2 separate regions of the Mus musculus genome follow, and region 1 is linked to region 2. A link is a contact called in public promoter capture Hi-C data. All regions are on one chromosome and are shown on one strand. Each heading gives the region's core, a stretch centred on a gene start, on an enhancer-like site or on the middle of the called end of the contact. The rest is flanking DNA. Distances are from core to core; before and after follow the strand shown. Region 1 holds the start of Tmem150a (transmembrane protein 150A). Region 2 holds the start of Fabp1 (fatty acid binding protein 1, liver).

The links. Promoter capture Hi-C pulls out the DNA fragments that hold promoters and counts their contacts.
Region 1: a contact with region 2 is called in a promoter capture Hi-C map of liver, with 2.0 times the contacts expected there. The contact joins the promoter of Tmem150a here to the promoter of Fabp1 in region 2. A contact is called at or near these places in 3 of 39 promoter capture datasets (cranial neural crest and liver).

The regions. Positions count from the first base shown.
Region 1 is chr6:72,353,830-72,357,496 of GRCm38.p6, forward strand. It overlaps Tmem150a (transmembrane protein 150A), which reads left to right and starts at 1,654. Exons shown (of 8, transcript NM_144916.3): 1 at 1,654-1,715; 2 at 2,302-2,483; 3 at 2,893-2,940; 4 at 3,221-3,307. The coding sequence starts at 2,419.
Region 2 is chr6:71,198,628-71,202,393 of GRCm38.p6, forward strand. Fabp1 (fatty acid binding protein 1, liver) reads left to right here and starts at 1,252. Exons shown (of 4, transcript NM_017399.5): 1 at 1,252-1,366; 2 at 2,981-3,153. The coding sequence starts at 1,300.

The sequences.
Region 1 (3,667 bases), core at 404-2,903, 1.2 Mb after region 2:
TGTGTGTATGTATGCTCGCGCACGTGTGTGCCTAGAGAAATGGCTCCGCTGTTAAAAAGCACTTGGTATTCTAACCGCAGGACTATATATTCCCTCTCTTGAGGGGAAGAAAACAAGCTAACCAGGCGTGTTGCCTGTAATCCTAGCACTCTGGAGGCTAAAGTCAGAAGGATCATTAGTATGAGGTTAATCTGAATTATATAATAGGACACTAATCCCCCTGCACCCCAAGATAGCTTTCAATGATGGTTCACAGCCTCACATAAAAGAGAAAAAGGTACCTGGTTAGTTGTAATGTAGTGGGACAGGAAGATGTTCTGTTACTGAGAGAGTCACCTTTGTCCCAAAGGTCAGAAGCTGGCCTGGATTTTATACCCACCTCCACCCCTGTCAATTCAGCCAGCTAGTCTTGTCCAGTGATCATTGCACAGCCATATTTCTTGGCCCTGTTTTCACTAAAGTTCTGATGGTAGGCGAGAAAAGGCCATTAGTAGTTTCTGTACCATTCCTGCCCTCCATTTGGATCCCCCAAAAGGTTTCTCCTCTTAAAGGTCCAGTTCACCACTTGTTTGGCTCTGTTTTGTTTCAGCACAGGACTTTGTGCAGCTAGCCCTGGTTTCACTAGGGGTGGCTATCTCCCACTCTTACCAGCCTGGGATCATATCCCCTTGGGATAATGATTCGCTGTCTCATGGGGGTCCCACTGCTTATAGGGAGAACCAGGAACAATTGTCCTATGTAAGCAGAAGTAGCCATGCCCTTTCCATCAAGAAAAGAATATCCAGGGAGCACACTCTTTCCATTAAGGAGAGACTAATAAATAACTTATCCCCACATAGTCCTGTTTTCTCTTCCTAGATTCCACTTGAGTCCCTCACCTTCCCTCTGCTAATGAACACCTGGCTGCTTTAATCTTTATCCGCCCTACACAGGCACCTGCATGTATTTAGAATGGATATCCTTTAGGACCCTATACCATATTTTAAGTAAGTGTTGTTGAGTCAGGAAACATCTTGGACACCGTGACTTATGGCCAGTTCTCGTGTGTCCCCAAAATAAAATCAAAGCCAGCCCTTTCCAGAGTTTGCTAAAAGGGACGGGCCGGAGGGTACAGAGTTGGGTAGCAGAACCCAGCCAGCTTTGGGTTTCCCAAGCCAAGCCTAGGCTCGGTGCTTGGCTTCTCACCCACCAGCCTCATGCCTGTTCAGACAGTGGCAGGCTTGGGGCGCCACACTGAGAGAGTTGAAGGAGCTTCCCCCAAAGTCATATAGTCCACTGAGACAGTGGAAAGCTTCTTCAAGCCACGTGCACGATGACAGCCACAGGCGACATGCACAGGCAGAGCTGCCGGGCTAGCCCGCCCGCACTCCCTCCGCAGGAATGACAACTGCCCTCTAGATCTTAAGTGTCAGAGGTGTCCGGGTCATAGCCTCGGGCGCCCAGGTCCCTTAGACTTGGGGCACCGCCCATGTTTCCCCCGTGACATTGCCGCGGGGGCTCGGGAGTTGTAGTCTCGGGCGGGGCTCTGGCACCCGGGCCCGGGCTGCGCGGACTCCACGTCCCGGCGGGCGGCGCGGCGGGCCTGGGGCCGCCAGGGGCGGGGCCGTTCGGCCCTTTAAACCTTTCAGGGCTGCTCCGAGGGCCGCAGCTGGAGACGCGGCCACGAGGGGGCCGAGCAGGGAGAGGCGGCAGCGGCGGCGGGGAGCTCCGGGGAGGTGCGTACCGGATTCCTTTTCTCCCGCGGCCTCCGAGGGATCGCCTTGGGGAGCAGGGCTCTGGAGGGAGGGGGTATTGTCGCTGGCTGCACACTCCTACCTAAATTGGGGTCCCCGTACCCACGCGAACTGGACCCGGTCAAGCTTCCCTCGAGAACCCGCCCCTTTGCCGGGGCGCGGTGGTCAGGTGGTTTGCCCGCCCGGCAACGACTCAGAGCCGCTCTCTCGGCCCGGCGCACCCTCCCAGGCTTTCCTTGGCATGATCCCCTTGATTGTCCTAGCTCCAGCCTTCACCAAGCCGACGTCCCTCAGGCCGGGGAGCGTGGCTCTCTTTCCAGATGTTACAGCCCTGCCCGAGTCTCTCAGCGCGCCCGTGGCATTTGGGTAGACCGCGGAGGCCCCAGATGGATAAGCCAGAGGGTGCCACGTTCCTGCCGGGGCTCATCCCAAAGTCTGGACAATCAAACGCCCAAGGAGAGCTCTGGATGAAGTGTTGCCCACCATCCCCATCCCCCTCCCAACCCCCCCCCCCCGCCCGCCCTGGTCAGTCACCAGACCCTGGACCTTGATCTCTCTCCCCAACCAGGCCAGGGCAGCTGATGATTGTGACCGAAATATCTCAAAGTAGCTGGGCCTGCCCCCTTTTCCCCACCTACCTGTTGTCCTTACCCCCAAACTACCACCACCCTGGCTCCACTCCCTCATGACCGCCTGGATCCTCCTTCCTGTCAGCCTGTCAGCCTTCTCCATCACCGGCATATGGACTGTGTGAGTAAGAGGGGTGTGGAGGGGGGGGTCTAATAGAAACTTGATGGCACACACACAAAGTCCCTTGTCCCGTTTGCAGGCTCCAGAATGGTACCCAGGGTCACTCTTTCTGTCTCCAAAGCTTGGCCTGATTCCTGGGCACACAGCCTCTTGGGACAAGCTGGCACCACTGCGGTCCAGCAGGACAGCTCTGACATACACTTGTAGACAGGGCAACTTCCAGAGGCTCTCTAGTGGAGGCAATTGTGCAGGGTCTGCTCCAGCATCAGTAACTACCTCCCTCTTCACCCCACCAAATAAATTCCCAGCCAGGGCATTGAGGCTGAATGAGGTCAAAAGTCAAAGAGCCAGGAGGTGGTGGTGGGGTCTGAAGAGCCATGAGGACAGGGTGACAGTTGTGCTCCCACAGGTATGCCATGGCCGTGATGAACCGCCACGTGTGCCCAGTGGAGAACTGGTATGGAGCACTCTACAGATGGCCTCACTCTAAAGCTCCCTTCATCTCTGTCCCTCCTTGAGCTCACAAGCTACACGGAGACCATAGGCTGTTCTCTGACATTGGTCTCCAGGCATGACATCCTGTTCATCTGCCCACTTCCCACCATCCCCTCATCTTCTTTGCTTCTGCTTCAGGAAGGTCCTGGGGATGTCTGAAAGATTTCCTCTTTGGAAAAAAAAAAGTTCTAAGATGCTCCTTCCCCCAATCTCCCCCCCCACCCCCGTGTCCCACCTGCCAGGTCCTACAATGAATCCTGCTCTCCTGACCCTGCTGAACAAGGGGGCCCTAAGAGCTGCTGCACCCTGGATGATGTTCCTCTCATCAGGTAGGTCCCTCCAGACTGTCAGAAATCCCCTCGGAGCTGTCTCTGGATCTTAAGAAGAAACATTAATATAATGTCAATTAATACTGCCAGGCCAGGCTTAGTGCCAAAGCTATAATCCTAGCTCTTGGAAAGCAGTAGGAAGATGAGCTCAAGGCCTGCCTGTGCTATATGAAACCCTGTCTGGAGAGGAGAAAAGTGGGAGCCTGGGCATCGGGCATGTGGTTCAGTTGGCAGAATGCCTGCCTAGCGTGCACATAAAAGCCCAGCACCACATAAAACTAGGTGTGGTAGCACATGCCTGCAATCCCAGCAAGAGCATCAGACATTCAAGATCACCCCCCAGCTAGTTTTTGGCCAGCC
Region 2 (3,766 bases), core at 2-2,501:
CACGCTATCCGGGGCCTGTCACTGCTAGAGCAATAGGGACCATGGGTTCAAAACTGAGGCATGGCATACCCCAGCCTCAGATTTATAAGTCTATGTAGCCTCGGGGCAGAAAAGACTAGAGGATGGAGGGCCGATGGCTGTGAGTAATGAGGCTGATGCTAAAGTCTAAACAGAAGAGAAATAGGCTGTGAAGTGGCACTTGCTGAGAACTGCCTAGGATGCTGGAATGGGGAGATGAAGATGCTCTGGGTGACAATTCCCCCATGACAAACAAGAACATCAGAGATCTTTGGAAGCATCCTTAGGCCTCTTCCCCAAGGCCACTTCTAGTCAGGCTGAATGCCCGTGTACCATCTTAGTGCCCTGTTCTTAGTTGTGAGGCAGGGATGGGACAAAGTCAGCAGGTAATGCCATCTTTCTTGGCTGGACTTGTCTCTAGCAGATAAAATAATCTAAGTTTTCAGACTGCTGCTTTAGTTAAAGAGCTTACACCTGCTGACAGTAGATGCCTTCAAAGGGGAGGCTTGTCTGGACTAAGGCTTGCCTGGACTGAGACTTGCCTGGATTGAGGCTTGCTTGGAATCATTGAAGAAGAATTCTCAAAATACAAAACAGCTTTAAGGACTGATAAAATGTATGTAAAATTATGTTTGTATAATAATAAAAAATGAGAAATAAACATAAGGTTATATGAAAAAGGTTTTGAGTTCAAAGGTATTTCTCCCCATGTAATGCGCGCGCACACACACACACACACACACACACACACACACACACGTATGTGTGTTTATGTATGTACATATGGATATGTAGTGACATGTATATAAATATATGCATACATACAAGTGTACACATGTACAAACACATACATATGTGCACTTAGGTATATATGCATATGTGCATTGCTGGAGATGTGATTCACATGTTTCTAAATTATTTCTAAATGTATGTATGTTGCACATACATACATTTGTCAACATACATTTCAACCATGCACACTTATTTCATGAGTAGGGTTAAGTCACCATAAAGGCAACATTTACAGAGAGCTTTGCCCTTGGTTGGACTCACTAATGTTTGCTGAATTAGAACAAACCTCTGCCTTGCCCACTCTGATTTTTATCGTTGACCATTGCTCTCAGGAGTTAATGTTTGAGCCTGGCCATAAATAAATCGACAATCACTGACCTATGGCCTATATCTGAGGAGGAAGAATCCCCTTATAAAATAGGCAACAGTGGGTGACCTGGCAGGCAGAGCTGTTGTGGTCAGCTGTGGAAAGGAAGCCTCGTTGCCACCATGAACTTCTCCGGCAAGTACCAATTGCAGAGCCAGGAGAACTTTGAGCCATTCATGAAGGCAATAGGTGAGTGGTGATTATGACAGCAACGAGGGGCTAGCCCTACTATCAACAGATAGTCCAGGTCTGGTGTTGAGGTGGAAGGAGGGGTCCAGGCTATACCGAATTGAGGAGTTCTCCAGTGACTCTCCTGCTCTCTTGTTACTTTTACTGCTCCCCACTGGACAAAGCTACTCCAGGGAAGTGGAAACAACCCTACATTGGAAGATGAACTGGTTCGAAGTGTGTGTCTCATGGCACTTTATTCTAAGACCTTGTTCCTTCACTCACTTTCTAGCAAACATTGATTCAAGGCCAACCATACGCCAACCCCATGCTTGTACATATACCAGAGAGACAGAGTGTGATAGGCTACAATCCTGACCAATGTTCAGAGACAAAGCTACAATCTTGACCAGTTATTTGGAGATAAATGGAATGAAGTGTCTCCTAATATGTATGACTCTATACCAGGCATTGCCATGCAATGCCCACAGTAAATACTCACCATAAAACTGAGCTGTTTTCCCATTTTACAGTTGAGGCGACTGGGGTAGGTGAGGTAGCTGTGATGAGGCTCACAGTTTAGAGAGTGTTTGTGTTGGAGTTAGAAGCAGGTGCTGGGTCCCAGAGACCCTATTTAAACACCCTATGTCTCCCAGGGTACTCAGGTACGGGGGAGACTGTGATGATGAAAGCTGAGCCTGGAACCAGGGAGAGAAGAGTATATAACAGGAAGAAAGAGGCCTGTGGGCAGAGGGGGAAGTGGAACAAAGGGGGTTACCAACATGGAAAAGATGAGGAACAGCAAGAGTGGGGAAAGGACTCTCGGGTCATCCTAGGACTCAGAGCTTCTTTTGCAGACAAGTCAAAGATCATGAATGTGAGGATCCCTTAGTTTTGCAAGGGACCCTCCACTGTCACTGTGAACTCCCCGGTTCTTGTGAACTCCTGTTCATGTAAAAGCACAGATTTGTTCTGAAATCTGAAAAGCCCTATTCTAGGGTAAAGGATTTTTGTACATTACCCCCAAGAGCCTTGACTCCAGAGGCCACAGCAAGTTTGCCAGGCATGGTCCTACTTTGTGCATGGCCTAATTATCTGTAGCTCCCATATCACTTCAAAGGTAATTGGATTTGGAAGCTAAACATTCTGGAGGATGAAGTGTTCCCACTCTAAGAGCCAGGCCACTAAAGAAGGAGGGATCTGTGGGGGGTGGAGGGGAGGATGAGTAAGAAGCAGGGAGCCACAGAGGGAAGGGTCTTTACAACAAATGAATCGCTGGGCTGAGAATGTGGCTCGGTTGGTAGAGTGTTTGCCTAGCATGCATGAAGCCCTGGGTTCAATCCCTTGCACCATATAAGCCAGGTACAATGGCACATGACTGCGATTTTAGCACTAAGGATGTGGAAGCAGGAGGATCAGACACTCAAGGTCATCCTCCACCATAGAGTGAGTTAAGGCTAACCTAGGCTGCAAGAGACCCTGTCTCAAAAAATAATAGTACTAACTGGCAAAGTACTAGCAGACTACCGACTTTCCGCATCAGAAGGCAAAGACCTAACTGCTCACAGGACTACTGTATGGAAATGTGTGGGGTCTCTGTTCTCCCAGTTTTTAACTTTACATGGTCTCTACCAGGTCTGCCCGAGGACCTCATCCAGAAAGGGAAGGACATCAAGGGGGTGTCAGAAATCGTGCATGAAGGGAAGAAAATCAAACTCACCATCACCTATGGACCCAAAGTGGTCCGCAATGAGTTCACCCTGGGGGAGGAGTGCGAACTGGAGACCATGACTGGGGAAAAAGTCAAGGTATGTAGTTCCACCTCCATCTCTTTCCCAGAACTTCTCCTAACGGAGACCATGTCACTGAAACTACTTCAGGCAGGAGACACAGAGAGCTTTGAGAGTAGACTTCTCATTGTCTCAGGGATCGTGGGCATCTGGGCTCTCACAATGGAGGAGGATGTGGGGATAATGGAGCACAGAGAAGGAGCCTCAGTCTCAGGTCTCCCAGGCACAGTGCTCCTGGCTCTCAGAGTCCTTCAAGGAAAGCCTAGAACTGGGGCACATTGGTGTCAGTGAAAACCTTCATCTGAGCTAGGGCAGCTTTACGTCCGCTGGGAGATGGTTCCAGGCAGCAATGCCAGCTGTCTGTGGGCTGTGTGACTAATGGACAGGTGATAGAGAGATCCAGAGGCTGTGGGTCCTGTCATCCCCGCCCCTGCCCCCGTCTGAGTCCTGCACAGCCTAGGGTAGCGAGTGTAATGTGCTTCTGTTCTCTGTCCCTGCCCTTTCCAGGAAGCTTTGTGCCTCAAATTCAACAAGAGTCTCTTTATCACTTCTGGTTGCTCTTATTTCTGCCTCTTTTACAAGTCAAAGAGAAGGGAGGGCGGGGTTTCTCCTGATTGGTTCATGACAAGGG